Regions from separate parts of the Sus scrofa genome. Here region 1 is linked to region 2. A link is a contact called in public Hi-C data. All regions are on one chromosome and are shown on one strand. Each heading gives the region's core, a stretch centred on a gene start, on an enhancer-like site or on the middle of the called end of the contact. The rest is flanking DNA. Distances are from core to core; before and after follow the strand shown. Region 1 overlaps ARID1B (AT-rich interactive domain-containing protein 1B). Region 2 has its middle 63 kb from the start of TMEM242.

Region 1 (4,541 bases), core at 1,803-4,302, 140 kb after region 2:
CTGAGATCAGCAGAGGGCAGGGCGCAGGAGGGAGTTATTCGAGAGTAGGGACCAGTTCCGAGGCCTGCGTGAGCCTTGTGTTCGTGGTTGAGGCCCTAATTCTGAGAATAATGCTCTGACCCTGTCTCCAAATATATTTCGGGCAAAAGCCCACATTGTCGGTGCATGTTGCAACTTAGAAACTGCTTTTCCAACTTTCCCTAGTTTTCTTCTTTTCCCGTTAGCTGATTTGAGGACACTCACCGAGCGGCTGCAGCGGGCAGGGCTGTTCTCACAGCTGAGGGACACGTCCTGCCTTCGCTCAGCAACAAACTGCCACGCATCACAACTCCCTGGGGCTGAGGGGGAGCTGGGTAGACTCTTACTGTCAACCGGGACCTTAAATTCCCGGGGCTCCCTGGGGTCAACAGCGTGGACATGCATTTCTGACGCGGAACGGAGCGGATCATCCACTCTGACCACAGGCACCCGGACCGAGGCAGGAAGGGGCCACGGGAAACGTTGGTTTTGGGCATTGTAACTCAGTTTTCCCAGTAACAGAAATACTTGGACTGTAAAACACCAGAGGCAAGGTGACGGTGGTAAACTGACAGTACTGAGGTGCTTCAAATTCTTTGGAAAGAGATCTTCAGAAAACAAGACGGCTTGTAAACGGTGAAGTAGAGAAAGCGTTTCTGAGAAACACCAGATGAAAAGCTGAGAAGGTGCCCGACCTCCTCAGAGGAGCCGCTGGCCTTGCAGGGTCTCACCGGATGGCTGGCGAGCCTCAAAGGGCCTCAGCACTGCACGTTTTGCGGGCAGATGCAAGTGCTCGCAGGACCATGAGGGCGTTATTTAGTCCGGGGACCTGGCTTTGCTGTGGAGGCAGTGACGGTTTTACTACAGTTTCCTAGCAGGCGTCATCTTCACTTGGAATATTCCTGGTATTTTCAGAAATGAGGAAACTCTGGGAATTGTGCCAGATGAGCTCATTCTCTCTAAATTATCCATTAATGTCTAATTTAAATAAACAAAATATAAAGAAGGTGCTAAAATTCGAATGCCTTGCTGCCAAAAGTGACTTAGAAGAATATGTGTATCTATCAGGTTAAGAACCCCGAAAGGAGGATGCTGCACGCGGAAGACAAAACAGACATCAACGCCCAGGAAGGCCGAGTGTAAACGGTGCATTTGGGGCCTGGTGCCACTAATTTTTCTCCTGTTGCCTTATCTTCCTTTTTGAAAGACATGCTCATTTCAGGCTCTGACTTGTCTTCTGAGAGTAAAACCGGTAATGACGGTGAAAACCAGAACTACTGTTTACCCGACAGAGCACTCTGGAGACCGACGAGGAGAGGATGGGCTGAGGTCCTTCTGAGGAGGGAGCGTGTTGTTACGAAGATAATTGCGGAGAAGGAGGGGAATCAGAACTCAACAGAAAGCAACCTCAGTTTTAGATCAGCAACTTTTTGAGGACGAGGCCTGTGTTGTTTTCTCAACAAGCAATTAGGGCTACATCACGGAAACAAGGAGTCGCTCCTTTATTATTAATAACACACGTATGAAGAGCACTTACCGCAGTGTCTGCTGCATGAATGCTTAATGAATAGCTGCTATAATTATTCTTCCCATCACCATGGGCAACGAAGGACCGTGGGGTTGCATTAACCTCACAAATGCGCCAGGAAACAAATAACGGGATCTTAAAAGACGTTTATCATATTAAGGTCTTGAAGGACCAAGATATTAAAATTTCTACAACCTACTGCAATGCATTTTGTAGGAACGTTTTTACCTTGTGGTCCATACTGGCTCATCTGTGGACCGTAAGTCCCACTTGAGTTACTCTGCTGAAAGCTACTGATTCCGGGATGCATCTGGCCTCCAGGAGAAGGATGAGGCGACATGGATGGTCCTGTCTGCTGAGCTCCATACTGAGACATCTGAGGGTTTCTTTGTGTGCCTGCCATAAAACCTACGTGGGAAATAAAGGGAAATACATAAATGCAGGTGACAAAAGTGGACACGGAGTTGTGTGGGAGGGGGATGTGAGGAGGCTGGCAGGATTCTCGTAAAGAACATCTGAGACATCTCCAACCCGAGACGGAGGACGTGACAGGGCCCCTGGGCTACCCTAGTCCTGAGCCTGGAGGCTCTTTCATCGGAGTTCCTGGGAACCCAGACGGATTGTGCACTTGAACGAGGGGAAGGCGGGAGGGAGGAAGGGCGGCTAAGCGTACGCACTCTCAAGCTCCGTCCTGCGGGCCAGACAGGCTGTGCACCCTCGGGCCTCTGCCCACTTCCCGCTGTCTGGGCTGTGAGGCCCCGGCCCGCACACACCCCAGCCTTCTCCCAGGCCCAGGCCTGCACCCGGCACTCCCCAGGCCAAACCTGCTTTTCTCCCCTCTGATCACCCTGGCTGTTACCATGCTGCAGCCTCACCACCTGACACCGACTGTCCCTTAGGGGTGAGCTGTGAACCAGCAGGGTCCGAAGAAGGCCAAACCCACTCTGCCTTCTTCTCCCCAACTCCGCCCTCTCCTGTTCCCTCCCTGAGATTCCTCTCCCGCTCCCTTGGGCCGCCCTCCCTGCCTGCGCCACTCCCCGCCCTCACTCTCTTCCCCACTGTACGTTTCATAAGCTGCAGTCATCGTACTTTATTTCTGATTCAACTCAACCTCTGTCGCCCACACTGAAGCGTAAGCCCCATGAAGGCGCGGATCACGCCACGCTCCCCGCTGCATCGTCAGGGCCCGAGGCAGCCTCAGCATCCACGGGCGGAATGAACGAGCCTTAAACTCCCCTGTGCTCCCCGAGCGCTGAGCACAGCAGAGGAGGGGCTGGCAGGTAGTCGTCCAAATGGAGAAAGCAAATGCGTCTTTAAATGGCAAAGGACTCTAAGGTCAAGGTCCAGCCCCATCAACAGTGGTTCAGAGAAGAAGGGCGAATACGCGTTTAGACAAAGAATACCCCAAATCAAGACACAGACAAATCAGCAAGTCAGCAAACTGATACAGGGCAGTGTGAAGAACAGCTCCCAGAACCCGGGAGTTGGAGTCGGTGAGAGTTCATGGTTGTCGGCTGAGGGCTCTGGCACAGGGAGAGCGCGGGCGGGCAGGTTTCGGCCTCCTCCACAGGGGGACCGAGAGCAGCAGCTTCCAGAGAGGGTCTCCCGAGGATCCCAGGTCAGCTTAAATTTAGGGGGTTAAGTCAAGAAGGGTGTTTACAAAGGCCGTGATTTACATTTCAGTAAGGAAAGAAAAAAAAAACTTCCAACACGGCTTCTGTCTAAAGAGATAGACATAAAATACAACTAAGTAGAGCTGTTCCTTATTAGCCTACTTCATTTATTTATAAAGATAAGTCTTGTGAAATTGGGCTCAATTGGCAGCTCCCAGATATAAATCATCACAGAAAATGTTTGCTTTTTCAAATCTGAAAACAAACAGAAATCAGAGCGCTAAAATTACTATAAATGATTCCATCTTAAGATGTAACATGAAATATTTATCTAAGCCTTACTATAAAATTCTCAAGAGTTTCACGTAGAGTCCTGTTTAATAAAAAACATGTTGAAATTCCACGCAGATTGTGTAAGTTTTTCTTCTTTCTTTTGGAGAATGACTGTTTTCTTTTTCATTAGTTTAAGGAAAACAAAACGCGTCCTTTTTTTTAGCATCAAATTTCAACTTCAACCATGAAAGTGTCCATGTGAAGGACTTAGAACCTCTGATGATACAGCACATCCTTAAGTTATTGCTGCTCTGAGACACTTAGTGTGTGTGTATATATAGGCTTAAGGTTTGTTCAAATGACTTCTGAGGATTCTTATCTCAACAAGTTGTTTCTTTATTTCTAACTTTTTACTCAGTCCTTAAACACACACCCCCCCCCCACAAACTCCCCCCACCCAGCGACCATGATCCACTTGAACTATCTCACTCATCACTGGAATTTTGCAGAAAATCAAGTCTGAGACAAGGCTCCAGAAGAGGTAGTGTGTTAAAGCTAATCCAAATGGAATCAGAGTCCATCCACAACTTAGAGATAAGGTTTTATGGAGCATGGAATCCATCTCCTTCCATAGAAATTAGGATCGGAAAGATAATTTTTTCCTCTCTGTACGGTTTTGCAATAGCACCACTTACAAGAAGAGGTTCCTGAAATCTTGTTTTATATTTTTGGTGAGACTCATCCTTTTCCATGTATTTCCCAAGACAATGAAAGGAGGTGACATAATTTCCCTGACTCTTCTGAGCTATAATCATCTACTGGCAGTCAGCTGGGAGTAGAAGGCCTAGATCACAGCCTTGTTCCTGTCGCTAGCTCAGAATCTAGGAGGGGAGACAGACGGGTACATGGATAAACTGTAGCGTGTGTACTCATCAAAGGAGCTGTGTGACCCCTTAGGTGAGTCATCATTTGTCTGAGACTGAGTTTCCCCATCTTTTTTTTTTTTTTTCTTGCTTTTTAGGGCCACACCTGTGGCATATGGAAGTTCCCAGGCTAGGGGTCGAACTGGAGGTCCAGTTGCCGGCCTGCACCACAGCCAAAGCAACACA
Region 2 (4,515 bases), core at 817-3,316:
CAGCTCATGGCAATGCCAGATCCTTAACCCACTGACTGGGCCAGGGATCGAACCCGCATCCTCATGGATGTTATTGGGTTTGTTACTGTGTACCACAACAGAAACTCCCCTTCACCTAAATCTTAACAGATATTTTTTTAAACTTGGGGAATATTCTTAGCTAGCAGGGAATATTCCTTCTCCTCTGGGCCTTTGCACTCCAAGTGTGACTCCCATCCTTCCCACAGGCTGGTTCTTCTGGGGGTGACCGTTATTGACCTTGGTTGGGTCTCCTGCTTCTCCCCAAGCCCCCCTGGGCTGACCTCGGGAACTTTCCTCATCCTCCTGGCCACACGAGCAAAGCACCTGCCACTTGCAGAGGCAGCATGGATTCTAATCGATCCTAATTGTGGGTCAAATTTTGAAGGAAGAATAGCCTTCCTAAAAAGAATCTACAAAACTAGGAGTTCCCATCGTGGCGCAGTGGTTAATGAATCTGACTAGGAACAATGAGGTTGCGGGTTTGATCCCTGGCCTTGCTCAGTGGGTTAAGGATCCAGCGTTGCTGTGAGCTGTGGTGTAGGTCACAGACACAGCTCAGATCCTGCGTTGCTGTGGCTCTGGCGTAGGTCAGCAGCTACAGCTCTAATTTGACCCCGAGCCTGGGAATCTCCACATGCTGCAAGAGCGGCCCTAGAAAAGGCAAAGAGACAAAAAAAAAAAAAAAAAAAAAAAAGAATCAACAAAACTAAATTTATAAAGTGCTGGCAAAAAGTCACAGCAGAAAGGTTGGCTCTGTGGCATTATTCTCACCGTGAACAGCGTCACCACGGCTGTTAGATATATACATCTATATACAGGCTGGGTGTGAGGTTCCAGTGATTTTTAAAATCTTTATACTCTTCCGGACTGATTTTCTTTTTTTTTCTTCAGGGACCATGACTTACTCTCTAACTAGAAAAAAATGGAGCTTTTTCTAAAATGTTGAGACTAAAAAACCACTGCCTACTGTGCACTGGCTGATCTAAACACGCAAGCAGCCCTCAAGTCCAGTCTCCAGGCGGGAAAGTAGAAGCGCCCTGACTTCCTCCCCAGAATCCCAGCCCCACCTCCTGAAGCCTGTCTCCAGCCAGGCTCCTGCCTGCCAGGAACCACTCAGATTAGATTAGAGCATCAGGAGCTCGCCATTTGTCTCTGCCTCTGAAGCCCAAGCTCCCCTCTGGCCCTTCCTGCTCACCCCACAGGCGTGACAGGGGTTGAATCGTGTACACTCTAAAAGATACGTCCCACCCCTAACCCCAGTACCTGGGAAGGTGACTTTATTTGGAAATAGGGACTTTGTAGGTATAATCAAATAGGACCGGTGTCCTTTTACGAAGAGAAGAGACACCAACATATGAGAAAAGATGGCCGTGTGGCCTCACAGGGCTGCAGAGATTAAAAGTGACTTGTGTACAAGTCCAGGGATGGCAAGGACTTCAGGGAGCCCCAGAGCCCAAGAGAAAGGACACTAGAGCCTAAGAGAAAAGCTCAGGACAGATTCTCCCCCCCCCCCCCACCGCCCCGAGCCTTCAGGGGGAGCACGACCCTCCTGACACCTGGATTCTGGACTGCCAGCCGCCAGAGTAAATCTCTGGGAGAATAATTCCTTTGTTCCCAGCCGCCGCCGCAGGAAATGGATACGACTCTCTCGTTTGCACCACATCTCCGAGCCGACGCAAAGCCCGCTCTTTAATTGTCCTTTCTCCCGAAGCCACGTGCAACCGGTCCCCATCCCACTGTTTGCCTGGCTGTCCCTCTCCACGTGCCGACCCCGGCAACCTGCACGCAGCAGATGCTGGGCAAATGTGCCCACCTCGGGGACCCTGTAGGACGCAGAAGTCAGCCTCTCCCGCTCTCCCCTGATGCTCCCCGAAGGCCCCCTCCCTCTACGATCAGTCTCCACTCCCACCAGGCGCCCCTTTCCAGTCTTCCCACATTTGTGTCCTCAATCCCTCGGCGTTATTTCCGGCTGGATGGGACGGCGGGGCCGCCCTGAGGCTGCACTTCACGCTTCTTCCAGCAGAGGGCGACGGAGCTCGGTGACCACGGCGCATCGCGGTCTGTGCCGGGCCGGTCTCCGGGACAAGCTGCAGGGGCAGCCCGGCGCCGTCGAGAGGCCAGGGTGCGGGGCTCGGCCCTCCCGGTGGCCAGGTCTGGCCTACTCAGGGTGGGGCGGCAGAGCCGCGACCGTCATCTAGGGACACGGTGACTGAGGCGCAGGTTCGTTTTAGCCTCAGGCGGGCGCCCAGCCCGGTCCCCGAGCCTCGCTTGCTCGGTCCCCGAACGCCGCTCTCTTTCTTCCTGCCGCCTCCACTCCCTAGACCCCGAGGCACCGGGGCTCGCGCCCACGCGGCACATCTCTGAGCCCCGCGTCCCAGAGCCGTGGCCGTGGCCACGTGGTCCCGCGCGCCCCCCAAACCCTGCCCCAGGCCCGGACTGCTGGGCTGGACGCGGTCATCAACGACCTGCACTGTCTGCGTCTTCAGGACCAGACTCCCAGCCGCACCCGGACCCGGTCCAACCCCGCGCGCCCCGGTCCCTTATTTGCAGGCTCCCTCTCCAGCCCCCTCCCGGGACAGCCCTGGGGGCGCCCTCACCCCATCGCGAGCAGGGCCCTCCCTCACTGCCGCTGTGACTCTGGCGGTGTTTCTTGCGATTTGGTTTTACGAGCCCCTTCCCAAGTCTTTGCCTTGTCTCCACTTTTTCGAGTGGCTTTTCCCCCACCCTGGCCAGTAACTACAGTGCTCAAGGTACAAAACTGAGAAAACTGATAAGTGAAAGAAAACCTGAAGTCCCAGCTGCTGTCAGTAGCCGTGTTAACCCAGCGTGCCCTGCGTGTGTGCACATGGATGTATCATCTTTCTCCAAATAGGAACCGTGCCCTCCCAGGACCTCTGTGACCTGCTGTCCCGCTCAACGACCCGCAGAGCAGCTCACCACGAAGGTGGCAGCTGCACACGCATCTGGGAGGCCCGGGGCCAGCCAGGGCTCTTTCTGGGGACCTCTGAGGAGCAGTCACGTCATGGACACCTGTCCCCAAGGCTGGCACTGCCCTCGCCCTCTGTCAGCTGGGCAGGTAAGGTCTTGCCTGGCTGCCGGGCCAGGGGCTTCAGGGCTTGGGTTTCTCTTTTTGAGGAGCCTCCCACGCCCGCCCCCTTTCTCCCGAAACACTTCTGCCCTTTTAGAGCAGCTCTCCTCTCGCCTGTGACTAAATTCCAGAAACAAAAAACAAAAGCACGTGGACACACAAAGGAACATTCTTCCTTTCTGCATCTGGGCTGGGAAGGATGGGCCTCCAGCTCGGTGGTTCTCTGGGAGCGGTGTGGGTGTGGGGGACATTTGGCAACGTCTGATTGTGGTGACTTGGGGGTTTGCTGCTGGCACCTAGTGGATGGAGGCCAGAGCTACTGCTGAGCAGCCCAGGAAGCACAGGACAGCCCCCGGAAGTAAACTAGGCACCTCAAAGGTCAACAGGGCCAAGCTCCGGACCCCTGTTCCAGATGGTCCTCAAATCTTCCTTGGGGCCCAAGAGCCTCACAGCCAGGAGACATGACCTCGACTGGTCACTGCCAGGCCCTGCCCGTTCAGCTGGGACATGGCGACATGAAAGAGCTGGTGACAAAGAAGGCAAGAGGTTGAAAGGCAAGCCTGCAGAATGAGGATGGTGCCGTGAGGCAGGGCAGGGCTGGGGGGAGGGGAGTCTGGTAGCTGGCAGGCTCTGATTTTATTACTCAGATGTTTCTGGAATTACTGGGGCAAAGACAAAACTCATTTAGGAGTCTCCTTTCGCGGTGATTGGGGACCACCTGACACAGCCCTTCTGACTGCAGGCGCCACTGTTAGAGCTCAGGGGAACCTGCGACATTCGTCAGTTTCCAGGTGGACACAGGTGCACCCCAGGCTCCCGCCTCAGTCTCCGAAATTGCAGATCAGAGCATCTCCCTTTGTCAGGCACCACCTGCACCTCGGCTCTTTCACACGCACACTCCCGGCATCGCTCGTGCGCCTGTGGAGGCAGAGTGACCCCACCTCACAGGTGGGTCACTGAGGCTCTCAGACTCCAGGTGACGTATCCGAAGCCACGTGGCCAGCAGGGGGCGGAGGATGTCAACCCAGGCTTTTCTCGCCTTAAATCAGACCAGGCCGCTGGCTCTCAAATGTGGCTGCTGGGTGGAATTCTTGGGTAGAATCACTGGGACGTTTGGAAAATGCTGATGCCCGGGCCTTGGCCCAGATATCCTGATTTAATTAGTCTGGGCCGCACCTGGGCACTGAGGTTTTCTTCTTTTTTTTTTTTTTGTCTTTTGTCTTTTTTTGTTGTTGTTATTTCTTGGGCCGCTCCCGCGGCATATGGAGGTTCCCAGGCCAGGGGTTGAATCGGAGCTGTAGCCACCGGCCTACGCCAGAGCCGCAGCAACTCGGGATCCGAGCCGCGTCTGCAACCTACACCACAGCTCACGGCAACGCCGGATCGTTAACCCACTGAGCAAGGGC

Evidence for each region. Hi-C and Micro-C count contacts between places; a contact is called where the count stands out from the background.
Region 1: a contact with region 2 is called in a Hi-C map of subcutaneous adipose tissue, with 2.2 times the contacts expected there. The contact joins two enhancer-like sites. A contact is called at or near these places in 16 of 47 Hi-C or Micro-C datasets (alveolar macrophages, blood, embryonic fibroblasts and 12 more).

Annotation. Positions count from the first base shown.
Region 1 is chr1:9,871,584-9,876,124 of Sscrofa11.1, forward strand. It overlaps ARID1B (AT-rich interactive domain-containing protein 1B), which reads right to left. Exons shown (of 21, transcript XM_021071898.1): 7 at 1,775-1,954. Among named protein-coding and RNA genes, the nearest start is that of TMEM242, 210 kb to the left of the region's middle. Within about 2 kb of position 3,053, at least 6 of the 83 cell types and tissues checked have an H3K27ac peak or open chromatin away from gene starts, as enhancers often do. A contact at or near this core is called in retroperitoneal adipose tissue and subcutaneous adipose tissue, where this site is marked.
Region 2 is chr1:9,728,360-9,732,874 of Sscrofa11.1, forward strand. No RefSeq gene overlaps it. Among named protein-coding and RNA genes, the nearest start is that of TMEM242, 63 kb to the left of the region's middle. Within about 2 kb of position 2,067, at least 21 of the 83 cell types and tissues checked have an H3K27ac peak or open chromatin away from gene starts, as enhancers often do. A contact at or near this core is called in retroperitoneal adipose tissue and subcutaneous adipose tissue, where this site is marked.